Regions from separate parts of the Mus musculus genome. Here region 1 is linked to region 2. Evidence: chromatin contacts called from public Hi-C data. All regions are on one chromosome and are shown on one strand. Each heading gives the region's core, a stretch centred on a gene start, on an enhancer-like site or on the middle of the called end of the contact. The rest is flanking DNA. Distances are from core to core; before and after follow the strand shown.

Region 1 (6,315 bases), core at 3,020-5,519, 430 kb after region 2:
AGACTAAAGCATACCAACAGTGACATGGCTGACTGGACTTAACCATGCCACCAGCTACCTGGGCCACCTTCAGGTATGGTGGAAAATCCCTCCTCTAGCTTATCTCTTGCCATTCAAGAGGAGTGGCCGACAGTTGATGAGATGCTATCATCCAGAGCATGGACTTCAAGCTGGGATACCTGGATCGCTTTAAGTCCCTGCTCAAGAAGAACCACCTCCCAGGGCCTGCATGGGCCTCTCTGGGGTCTATCCTGCAAAACCTGACCCCCAAGGGGTTGAGTAGACTGTGGACTTGAAAGTTACAAGGTGCACAGGCCCTTCTTTGTGTGGAGGGCGTCTGGGGAATGATGGGATGAATGCGAGGTCGTCATTGTTCTCACGTGGGTTCCTCGTGGTTGAAGAAGAGTTGATGCTCCCCCTTCCCACATGCCTGACCACAAAGCCACCCCCCACACTCTACTTTATGGCTCCTAGAAGAAGCCAGGCCTTTCCTTCTGGAAGCAGACTCTCTTTTATTTCACCCTTAACCAGGCTCAATGTTGTAACTAGCCATCATAGGTCATGCCGAGTGTGTGAAGGATCCAAGCAGCTATCTCTTGGTCTAAGCCACTTGGGGCCTCCTGCTTTCCTGTCTTCTTGCCTTAAGGATGACGTCATCTTTTTCTTTTCTTTTCTTTTCTTTTCTTTTCTTTTCTTTTCTTTTCTTTTTTAAGGGATGATCTCATTATGTCACCCAGTCTCTCCTCGCCCTCCGGAATGCTTGGCATTTGCCCCTGTGAATCACCAGGCTGGGCCTGTGTAATTCTGTGTGTTGCCTCATATACAGTTTAGACAATAATAAATAGTGATAATAATGATAGGATGTTGTGGGGTGGGGGTAAACCATCCCTAACATATGATAGGCACAAGATGCCCAAAGCACACATCTTCTTCATTCAGAACCAACAGCACTCAAAGCAAGGAACTGTGCAAACTGATACCCAGAAACCCAGCCTGACTCTCACCCCCACCAGCATCCTCCATCCTGAGCTGATGATGGAAGCCTAGGCCTTGGTCCTGGTTTCGACAGCACCTCCACTGAGGTGTCGGGACACTCTAGGCAATCTCTTTCTCCCCTGCACCCATGTAGTGAGAAGATTTCCCAGAGTAAACACATGAGAAGCAAGCCCAGCACCTCGACTAAAACCCCACCTCGCCTTCTGTGGCCCCACTTGAACCCCAGGTTCAAATTTGGCTTGGCACTCCGGGATGCTCACTGCCTTTCCGGGATGGGGTTTTAAGACACTGATGATCCTCAGCCTCCGTGGTCCTCATCCCCCAGGAATGGCACTACATGGGTTGAGAATTCATCCTGTAGCCAGGATACTCACAGGAACCTGGGATGAGCATGGGGGTGAGCACTCATGGGCTGGACCAAGCCCAAGGCTAAGCCAGGCCAGGGCTTCCCCATGCATCACGTCAGAGGAGAGGCCGACACACTGTGGGAGTCTCAATACAGACACACCTCTGAAACAACCACATTTTGCTTTATTGGGTGTTCCGTGGTAATATAACACAGACTTCTTAAGGAATAATAAACACGAGACTTGTATTTTACCATAATTATTTTGCCATTAAGACAGTGGTTACAAAAAATAAAACAAAAATTAAAAGAAAAAAAGTACCTTTCTGGCTACACACATGATCAGCTTTAGCACTGAAAGGTCCCCCCTCATGGGTCACAATCACAGGTTCAAGGGTTCAAAACCATCTAGCGGTAAATCCTACAATGATTTAGAGCATCAAGTCACTGCAGTTATTCAGTTCTGAGACACTGTTGACTTAGTTTAGCATTTACATATGACATTCATTTAACAGACACAGAAAGCGAGCCAACGGGTAAACATGCTTACACGGACTGCGGAAATCTTCAGGTTTAAAACTGTTGTGTTGTATTGTGTTGTGTTGTGTTTTTAAGAAAATGACCAAAAACAACCAAAAGGGCCACGGCCCCATACAAGAAACATCAGGAGTAAATGGTGAAGAGCTGCAAGTTTCTCAGAATCCAAACAAATAAACAGGGAGAAAAAAAAAGTGGTTTCTGGTGTTCAAATTTCCTCTCTAAGTGCAGGTAAAAAAAAAAAAAGAGCAAATATATTAAGTCAACCAATTTTTAAAAGTGCAATTTACCTTTAAAACAACAAAATTAACAACAAACCCAAAATCCCAACCCTTAACCCCCAAAGACAAAACGTGTGGACACTCAAGGAATCACGAATTTTTTTTGATGCTCTGCTTCATACCAGCAGACTGGAATCATAAAAGCCTATGAGGTCAACCTAACACTGCTTGCAGACTGGAGTCATAAAAGCCTATGGACCTAACACTGCTTACAGGGACCTGTAAACACATCTGGAAAGAAATATGACAGAAGTCAGCAAGTACAGAAAGAAGCCAGCTAGTGAAGACCTGTCACTGTGACAGGAAGAGGAAGGGTGACAGATAGGAGGTGACATGGTCTCTAAGAGGCGATGTGATCTCTAAGCGGGCTATGCGTTCAGTGTGTACAGTTTTCTTCCCATGAGATATTGTTTCCCAAAATAGGGTTGTCCCTCTTGTAAAAGACTTGAAGTCTAAGTATCCCAAAGATTTCTACCTTCCACCACCATGTTAGACCTTTTGAGAAAAAAAAAAAAAAAAAAAACTGTACAGAAAAAAAAAAAAAGTTCCCCCACCACAACACACACACTGAGAAGTCCCAACATTCTAGAATCCCCAAAGACACTTCCTGACAAAGGCTGGAAGGGGCTCCTCCACAGAGAGAATGGCCCCATCTTGGCTGGCTCCGCCACAGGGAGACTGGTCTCAGCTTGGGGGCTGGGTTTACAGATTTGACTGGAAACTGTCACTTCTACAGCCTAACTCCTCATCTTTCCACCACATGTGACTCTATTCTTGGCCCACATGTGACAATATTGGTGACATAATCGGGGCCATTCCTGTGTCTGGCAAGCCTCAAGCTCAGCCACCTCCTAGTGATGGGAATTGGATAGCACCAATCTTAACAGAAACTAGGATAGCACAAAACTATGGTGGTGGGGGCAAAACTAAGATCTGCTCAGGCTATGCCTGAGACCAAACTGGGTTGCCTGGCTTTAAGAGCAGACAGAGTTAAGAGGAAAAAAAAAAAAAAAAAAAAAAAAAAAAAAAAAGAGCATTGTCTCGGAGAAACACAAACCAGGAGACCAACATCTAAATCTCTCCAAGAGTGCAGAAGAAAAAACCAGGACAGGAGACGTACGAAAATGGTGGAGAACCTTCAAAAGGTCTAATCTGCCGCAAAATCTAGGCCAATGAAGAAAACCCGCCTCTTCTCAACAGCTGACCCGAAGAGTAAGGGATGGGGATGGAGACACATGGAACCTTTCCAGAGGGGCGGCCCTAGCCTGCCAGCCTCGGAATCAGCTTAATGGTTACATAATTGCATCATTAGGATGTCCAGTTCAAGACCCGAGGATTAATATTGAATCAGGCTTTCAATTTAGTATTAAAAAAAAAAAAAATCTCTCCCACCCTCCCCACCCCTCCCCAGTCCCACAAAGAAAACCTTATTTAAAAATTTTTAAAAAGAAAAGAAGGCAGCTCAGGGCAATTCACTATATCTTCCCCATGACAGGAAGGTGCTAACTGCATGGCCAAGGATGTGACTGGGGCACCCTTGCTGGGATCTGCTTGGTGGCGCATGTCTGCATGTTGGATGCAGCTCCGTGTGGGGTGGATGGCTAGGCTTGGGTGTGGTGTTCATGACTGTGTAGGGACTTGGGTGAGAGAATTCAGAAACTCCAGGGGAGACCGAGTGCAGGGGGCCCAAGAGGAAGCCCCAGGAACTGGCTGCCCACAGCAACTATCACAGGCTCTTTAAAAAAAAAAAAAATGGAAGAAAGGAAGTCTCAGAATGTCCTCAGGTGTCCCATCCCCCATCCCCAAGTGGCCTGCAGGCCTAGGGGCTTTAGCCCAGGCTGGTGATGTTGGCACGGCCACCAGGGGGTGCCACGATGCGCTGGGTGGTGCGGCGGGGAATGTTGTCGTCAATCTGAGCACCTAGAGAAGAAAGAAGAGACAAGAAACGAGTGAGCGTGAGGGTCTTTAGAAATAAAACCAGACTCCTGTGGTATGCCCAGGAACAATCCTGGGGGGAAAAAAGCTGAACCAAGCACACATGTCCCGACCTCTTTCTCCAAACCTCACTAACTACAGGAAGTTCAAACTACAGGAAGTAGGAGGGCCTGCCTTCAGCCTACAAGTGACTTCCTCTCCCTGGGGAAGTCTAGACTCGATGCAAGGTACTAGAGAGTATGGCTCTTTTGACCCACGCCTCTCACGCAGGAGGAATGGATGGTTCAGATAAAGAACCTGAATCTGAAGCTCCCAGACCCAGAATGCTCTAAACTCTACACCTATTTGAGGGTTGACAGGATGTGACCAGTGGAAAATTCCACACTTGACCTGATGTGACTAACTGTAGTGGAACTTGATGTAATTAAAAATACTGTCTCAAATCCCTTTCATGACTGGGTTATATGTATATGAAACATAGAAGTATTGCATTTTGGTTTTTAATATTTTATTTTTACTTTTAATTTATGTGTATCTGTGTATGTGGAGAAGGAGGGCTATACACGTAAGTGCAGTGCCTGAGGAGGCCAGAAGAGGGCGCTGGCTTCTCTGGAGCTAGAATTCTAAATGGTTGTAAGCCACCAGACATGGGTGTTAGGAGCAAACTTGGGTCCCCAACACGATGTGAGCTCATTCTTAACTGCTGAGCCATTTGTCCCTGCCCACACTTTGTGCTTGGACTTTGGTCTTAGTCACAACATGGTTCAATATCTACATATTTTTCCAATTTTTAAAGAGGCAAACTAGCTTCCAGTCCCAATCATTTCTTTTACACAACAGACTGGCAACCTGTGCTGTCTATGCGAATGATATGGGAATACGCATTGTGACTGATCTCACACTTTAGGACAACAGGGCTTAAGGGTCTGTCTCCTAAACCAAAACACCCTGAAGTGTTCCTCATTCCTCATGGGCACAGATGGCACTTCATAAAATCCAGCAGATGGGACAAGAAAAGGAAAGTCTATGTAATGAACTACGCTGTCTAAGTTCAAGGCACCGGGGGAGAGAGGAAAGGCCCTGTTGTGGGCCAAAAGAAAGAGGGGCAGGATGTTTCCAAGACAGAAATCTACGTTTCACCACTGAGGGTGTAGCAGTGGATGTCACAGCAACTCCACAGGGAACCTTGCTGCGACTCATCACACGGAAGGCCTGAGCAAGGTGAGACTGCTGAAACTCCCAGTTCCACATTCTTTAACAACGGACATGACAGATGAGGAAACGGCCCTTCACTCACAGGGTGGGTGTCTCAGCATGGCATGGCACAAAAACCGATCTGAAGATTCTGAAACCCAGCTGCCATTTACAGCCTTTCGGTTTCCGCAGCAGTGGAGCCAAAAGCCTCCGGCTGGCTCCACAGAGCTTGCGGAACCTACCCGGAACGGCCCACCCCCTGGCCTTACCAGACAAGCTGAATCCAGACTGGTGCAGGTTCCGAACAGGTGGTGCCTGCTGCTTGGCAGGGGATGTCTTAGCTGATGAGGCTGGAGTCACCGTCTTGGGCGTCACAGACACCTCGCATACCGGTCCGTCATACAGGCCACGAGGGACCCCTCTCAGCTCAGCCAGCTGAAACACACAATCACCCCACAGCCTATGTCACATTCACAGAGGACATCTTCCCTGTACCTTCTCAGTGTCACGGAGAGGTAGCCGAGACAGGACTATGATGTGTGGGGATATGGCCCCCATTATAGACAGGTACAACAGAGAAAGATGTGCAACCAGCCCCCAAAGTTCTAGGCCAAACGCTCTCCCAAGGTGACTCCCTGATGAGTTACTCAACTGGTTTCTTAGAACTTCCCCCATCGTGTCAACATCACCTTTGAACCCTCCAAGAAGCCTCTGATCATACTGCGAAGAGGGTCTCGTGCCGTTTTCAAGACAAAACTGTCTTCCCAATATCACTCCTCTCTTAATTCCCTTAAAGCTCTACTCCTTCTCCACCTCACAGTTCCTGACCACCAGCCACGCGATGTTCACCACGCTCTGGACACACTGTACATCTTCCACAGGTCATATTCCATCTTCTAGTATCTTTATCTCCATCCTTTGGCTTGAGAAACTCCTACTCAGCCTTCAAAGCCCAACTGTCCATCTTCCCTGTCATCCTGCTCCATGATGCTAGAGCAGTGCTTCCCTCCTCTGGGTGAGTCCTTA
Region 2 (6,187 bases), core at 2,958-5,457:
ACTAGAATGGGACCCACGAGAGGGGAAAAGATATTAAGGGAGGTTGAGAGAAGAGGAAGAAAGAGGATTACAGAACAAGACATGAAAGATGAGGGGACTGAGAAGGAGGTGGAGAGGAGAGAGAGATGGGGGAGGAGGAGGAGGGAGTAAGGGAGTCAGAGAAGGGGTGAGAGTGTGGAGGAGGGGGTGGGAAATGGGGCAGGGGAGGAGACAGGGACAAGGATTCACACATCAAAGTATGTCTGAGGATCCCATAGTGAGACCAATCACTTCGTATACTAACAAAACAAAACAAAACAAAACAACAAACAGATAAAATATAGTCAAACTAATGAAAAAGGCAAATAAAGGCCCTATCTCCTTCCCACGAGAAACTTCAAGGGCTGTGGCCTTTTCCCTACTGGAGCTCAGCTTCACTGGGACTGAATGATTGGCCTGAGTGCTCTCATTTTAAGAAAGGTCAAACCTCCTGGAGTTATAGTAACAAATGAAACAAACCAAACAACACACCATAAACAAGGGAAAGGCCTCAGGCAGCCCTCTGGGGACACCAACCTTTAAAACCAGCACAGGATCTGTGGGAGGAAATGTTGCTGAGGCACACAGTGGATGGATCAGGAGGATTTGCCTCTGGGGTTACTCTAGGGTTCTTTTTTCCTTGTGGGTGTTCCCCTTGCACTTTCTGTCACCTAGGCTGTGTGCATCACTGGGTGGCGGAGCGCATCGCTGTTGTATGTCTTGGAGCCGATGGTTCTTCAGACATTCTAGGGCACTGAAAGGGTTAAAGGAGAATTTTCCACCTCGGGGCACAGAAACTATTTGTGTTCAAAGATGTGTAAACACACGGGAAAAACCTGCACAGAGGCCTGCTAACTCCCCACTCCCCCCCCCCCCCGTGTGTGTGTGTGTGTGTGTGTGTGTGTGTGTATGTGATCTCAGAAGCCTAAGGCAGCCATGTGCCTTTGTGATCTCAGCATCCAGAAGACTGGGGCAGAGGTTCACAAGTTCTAGGTCAGCCACGGGGACAGACTGAGACCTTGTCCCTCTAAACCCCAACCCCCCCCCCCCCCGCCCAAACCAATAAGAATCGTGAAAAAAGATCAAAGCACCAAATAATGGCTCTCATTACACTTAGTTGCACAGGCAGGTGGGCTACTCTGAGAGAAATGGTAATTTTCATATAAAAGGAAAAGAAAACCAATGTCAATAGATTCTGCGGTGGAAATTCAAGAAGCCATGAAGCAAATCAAAGACAAGGGTAACAAGAACTAAGACACAATGTGGGCTGAGAGGAGGAAGAAAGAAACACAGAAATACTGACATTAGAGAATGCTGCACATCAGAATTCTGACATGCATAGGAATCAACATAGAAAAAACCAATTTTAACCATTGTGTAATACAAATTCAGAAATGTTTTTACTACAGAGGAAACAGGAGAAAGAATAATAACAAAATAAAGAGAACATATGTTAATAGTATCATTTTTCGATAGATGATAGGACTTTATCCTAAGCGAATAAGCATCCAGGGGAATTTATGGGCATTCCTCCCCACCACCCCAGGGCTCCGATTTTTAATTTCCCTAAGCTGGTCTGTGACAGTCTGGTGTATCTTCATATCTGATAATCACACTTAGCAGTTTTCTAGACACATTTTGCCATTTAAGTTTATGCAGTAGGGTCTTGCTACATCTCACAGGCTTATCTGCATCTCACTCATCAGGTGGCTTTCAATGCCAGTTCCTCCCTGTCTCAGCCTCTCAAGTGCAGGGGTTGCAGGTGAGGGTCTCCCCAGCTTCTACACTGCCATCTTAAAGCAAGTTGACAGTATTTAATGCACTTAAAGCAGGTCTCTGCTAGGAGTTCACACGGACTCCAATACATTTCTTAATATCAAACACATGTGTTTTCACATTCAAATTTTTATGTTCCCATCTCAGCTTTCTATCATGCTTTGAAGATTTGTCACTGTTTCCAGGACCCTTACTTTTATTAAGATAAGAACGGAAGTTTATTTTTGTAAAAATTACACACAGTCACTTTCCCTCGTGACCCCTCGTTCCCCCAAACCTCCCCCACTCCCTGAACCCCTTTTCTGGAGTTGATGATTGTTCATCTTGCTTTATTTTCTTGGCTTTGACTTTGGACCCCAGAGATCACAGGGAGCTAGCGCAGTACAGGAATATGACCAGCAGGTGGCGTTCGTACTGTTTCTACTACGGGAACCGCCCAGAATTCTCCAGGACAAATTTGCACAAAAGAGGCGACTGCAACCATAGCTGTTACAGTTGGTAATTAGGGATAAGGTTGCCATGGTGACGAGGGGTCTTGGGATGTTTATAGCTTTGCAAGAGCTGATGCCAATGAGCTATCGGATTGCTTCTTCCTTTGATGGTAATGGCAGGCAAACTGAGGTCATGCAAATGCTGTATGGTGCAGCCTGCTTAGGAAGCTATTCTGCTGCTGTTGTTATTTATGGGATAAAAGTATCCTGTTGAGAGAAACACACACACACACACACACACACACACACACAATTTGTATGCATGCACACAAGTGCACCATATTTATCTGACTTGTTTACATTTTCTGTATGTTTTATCTCCATTCCCCACATTTCTCAATGTGGTTTTCATTAAAATTCTCTGAGAAGAAAGGCTCCATTCATCTGACAAGCTCGGGAAATATTGCATGCTCATGCTTTAGAGGTTCACAGTGTACTTGAGCCAGAACGTCTTTGGATGTCCTATTTCACCTCCACACGCTCATTTGCCTCGTAAACCCACTTAAACAGACAATTCATTAACTCTCTCAGCTAATCACTCCTCATCTTCTCCTCAAGACGTTAATAGACATTCATTAAGTGTAGGTTTCCTTGTAGCCTTGCGCTCACATAAGTCTCTCCAGCAAGGCGTGGAGCTCTGATAAGCTAGCCTGTCAAAGGCTGTGTGGCCAAGACTCAATGGTTATTAATGGCTGCCTATGAACTCCTAAGAAATGGTTTCCAATTGAGCTATGTATCCATGGATACCACAGACTGAAATTATTCATTGTTAATGTCTTTATCCATCCATAAATTTTATTGGGTAAATGAGGCCACGCCCCAGACATGGCCCACAGCATTAATAAGTCATTTGTAGGTTAGCATAGTATTATTTTACATCTTGTCACATCGTTTCTGATGCTTTAAATTCAATCTTCTGCTAGTGTATTTTCCCCAGAGAGGCACCTCCTCTCCCATGAATAACCTACTTGTGATTGATCATAAAACAGAACTTATTAAAAGAGATTTTTAAAAACAACAACAAAAAAAAGGACTGAGAATTTGCTCACACATACTGCCTCTCGGGTGGGGGAGGGGAGTCACCCTCCCTGCACTTCATTGTGAAAAGGGAGGTCTGGTCCTCTCAAACTGTGGAAAGAACAATTGCCCTAGTCCACTAGGGCAGTGGCTGCCAACAGCTTTAGGAATGCACCAGTTGACACTCTTGGCTAGGCTGATAATGTTTTAGACCCACTCCAAATGTTGAAGGCGTTTCCTGTGACTTACCCCTCTTTACACTCCGGAAGGCCACTGGATTTTATTGCTAGGGGACCATGAGAGGAGCAGGAACATTTAAAAGACAGGCAACAGTAACCAAGTGTCCAGCTCCTTGTCAGTCACTTTGCTATTTATTGAATCCTTGATTAAGTTTAAGCCTTAAAGCCCACTAGATGGGTTTTACCAGCCCCATTTTACCAAGAAGAGATGAAGGCTGGAGGTGCCTTGCCTCATATGGGACAACTTGTAAAGTATAAATAAGGGGACATTTTTTGACTCTAGGTTTGTCCAAATCCAAAGTCAAACAAAGGCAGCAATATTTGTACAAGAATCAAATTATCCTCAAAAGAAATAAGGAGGAGGAAGAGGAGGAGGAGGAAGAGGAAGAGGAAGAGGGAAGAGGAGGAGGAGGAAGAGGAAGAGGGAAGAGGAAGAGGAGGAGGAGGGAGAGGAAGAGGAGGAGGAGGAGGAAGAGGAAGAGGAGGAGGAAGAAGAGGAGGAGGAGACCTAGGAGGAGAGGATCAGCTTGTTTCTTCCATGGGAGGTACATAATTAGTCAAAAGGGGAGGGTCCCTGGCTCTGGCCAACCCCTACGGTCTTCCACAACAGCCACTGTTCTATTTACCATTTGTGTTAGTTCCCTTTCCCGTTGCTGTGATAAAATACCCCAGCAAAGCAGTTTAAGGAAGTAGGGTCTGTTTTAGCCCTCACCTCCAGATCGTGGCCTATCACTGCAGGGAAGTCTGGAAGGCCGGAACTTGAGTTTGATAGTCACATTAGTAGTCATAGTCCAAAGCAGAGGGGAAGGACCGAAGGCATAGGTGCCACTGCTCAGCACACTTCTTCCTTGCTTACAGTCTCAGATTTCAGTCAGAGAATGGCCCCACCCCCTGTGGGCGTGTCTTCCTGCCCCATGCAATAAAGATAATCTCCATAGCACGCCCATCTTCCAGGTGACTTTAGACTGTCAAATTGACAATAAACACTGCCTGCTGTTGTTCCAAGCGTTTACTCCGTTACCAACTTGTCCCGCTTCTGTTGTGTGGGCTGAACTTGTATTGGCATTTATTCATATTTTTTAAAAACCCCTTCAGTCAATTTTACACTCATGGGTTCCTTTCGATCAAACCTCCAGTTATTTTAAAAGCTGGCAATTGCCGTCTACTTAGGATCTTTTCATTACCCATGACAGTTTGTCTTAGATTTCACTGATAATCAATGAGCTGCTCTTTTAAATACTTAGTGGATCAAATTAACGGCTTTAATTAACAACCTACATGAAAATCAATGACCTCCATATTCAGCTATTCCAAGTTTATCTGACTTGTTAGTCAGTAGGACAACACTTGCTTTTTGTTTTGTAACATGTATATTCCTTTAGATCACCGCACCTCAACCTTGCTAATGCTGCTACCCCCTTAATACAGTTCGTGCTGTAAGTGACTCCCCACCATAAAAATATCTCATTGCTACTTCATAACTGTAATTTTGCTACAGTTATGAATCATAGTGTAAATATCTGATATGCAGATGGGCTTAGGTGCCTTGTGAAACGGTTGTTCTACCATCAAGGGGTCCTGACCCACAGGTTGAGAATGGGTCCTTTGCATGTAGCTTTCAGATTTTATACAAACAACTCCCAACACGAATCAGGAAGACATCTGGGTCTTTCATCTCAATCCCTAATCATTGAGCTGCTCACATGGCTCTTTCTGTAGAAGACACTCAGTTCCTGCTGTTACCGGCAGTTAAATATTGATTAAATAAATCACGACATCTGTTACCTATTTCTGTTTGCTCTGCTTTCTGGTCCCAGGTTGGGATTGCTAGTTCCTGTGGTCTCCGGGAAAAGAAAGTTCTTTCTTTGTAGGCTTAGTTTTCTCCTTCCTTCTACCAAAACGTTTTGCTGGCAGTGAGTGACCCTGTTCTAGCTCAGGCATCTGAGTACAGCCATGGCCTCTGAGTACACAGTGCCTACCTAGTCAAGCGGTGGAGTCTCTCCAGTCCTCTTTTCTTAAGTTCCCAGGAGTCATCACCCTTCTAAGCCCTTCCAGGTTTTCCAGCTAAGAGTTAAGCACACAGCTGCTGTTTCCCAAATGACTACCGGCTTTCTCGATTTAATCCAGACACTCCCTTCTGGTCACCGCCTGGCTTTAGGCAGACATTGGCTCCCTTGAGCAGCAGAGCTACTGCTTTCTTTGGCAGCCGCCATTGCTCCTGGAAAGTGGCTGATAAGGGTGCTTCCTTAGAAGATCCGAGTGCGCCTGGCGTGGTGGCGCACACCTTTACAAAGGCAAAGGCAGGCGGGTTTCTGAGTTTGAGGCCAGCCTGGTCTACAAAGTGAGTTCCAGAACAGCCAGGGCAAACCCTGTCTCGAAAAAACAAAACAAAAAAAATCCCAGCACGAAGCTCCTGGCTTTTTGTGACGCGCATGCGGGCATATTCCTGTTTTTTTTTCCCCCCTCCTCCATTTTCTTTGTTTCTCTTTCCCTAATTTTCTTGGTGTTCACACCTGGGCTGACCAAAACTTCCTTTACTTCCCGTACCATCTAGGGAATTAACAGTTTTTAAAACATAGATTCCAGGAACCAAATTCCATTGGTTTTATTCACGTTTTTCATTACTACAGAGTTAAGTGCATTTTT

Evidence for each region. A called contact is a pair of places that touch in the nucleus more often than the background predicts.
Region 1: a Hi-C map of bone marrow-derived macrophages shows a contact between it and region 2, with 24 read pairs. The contact joins two enhancer-like sites. A contact is called at or near these places in 1 of 39 promoter capture datasets (embryonic stem cells), 7 of 15 datasets of contacts at CTCF or cohesin (CD8 T cells, the G1E-ER4 cell line, embryonic stem cells and 4 more), 102 of 484 Hi-C or Micro-C datasets (the AML12 cell line, the AtT-20 cell line, B cells and 57 more), 21 of 115 datasets of contacts at active chromatin or transcription factors (SST interneurons, astrocytes, a beta-TC-6 cell line and 15 more) and 5 of 9 other capture datasets (adipose tissue, embryonic stem cells, embryonic tail and 2 more).

What each region holds. Positions count from the first base shown.
Region 1 is chr14:66,801,357-66,807,671 of GRCm38.p6, forward strand. Dpysl2 (dihydropyrimidinase-like 2) reads right to left here. Exons shown (of 14, transcript NM_001378767.1): 13 at 5,559-5,724; 14 at 1,508-4,080. The coding sequence ends at 3,989. Among named protein-coding and RNA genes, the nearest start is that of Gm5464, 64 kb to the right of the region's middle. Within about 2 kb of position 4,270, at least 36 of the 459 cell types and tissues checked have an H3K27ac peak or open chromatin away from gene starts, as enhancers often do. A contact at or near this core is called in bone marrow-derived macrophages, where this site is marked.
Region 2 is chr14:66,375,839-66,382,025 of GRCm38.p6, forward strand. No RefSeq gene overlaps it. Among named protein-coding and RNA genes, the nearest start is that of Stmn4, 35 kb to the left of the region's middle. Within about 2 kb of position 4,208, at least 26 of the 459 cell types and tissues checked have an H3K27ac peak or open chromatin away from gene starts, as enhancers often do. A contact at or near this core is called in bone marrow-derived macrophages, where this site is marked.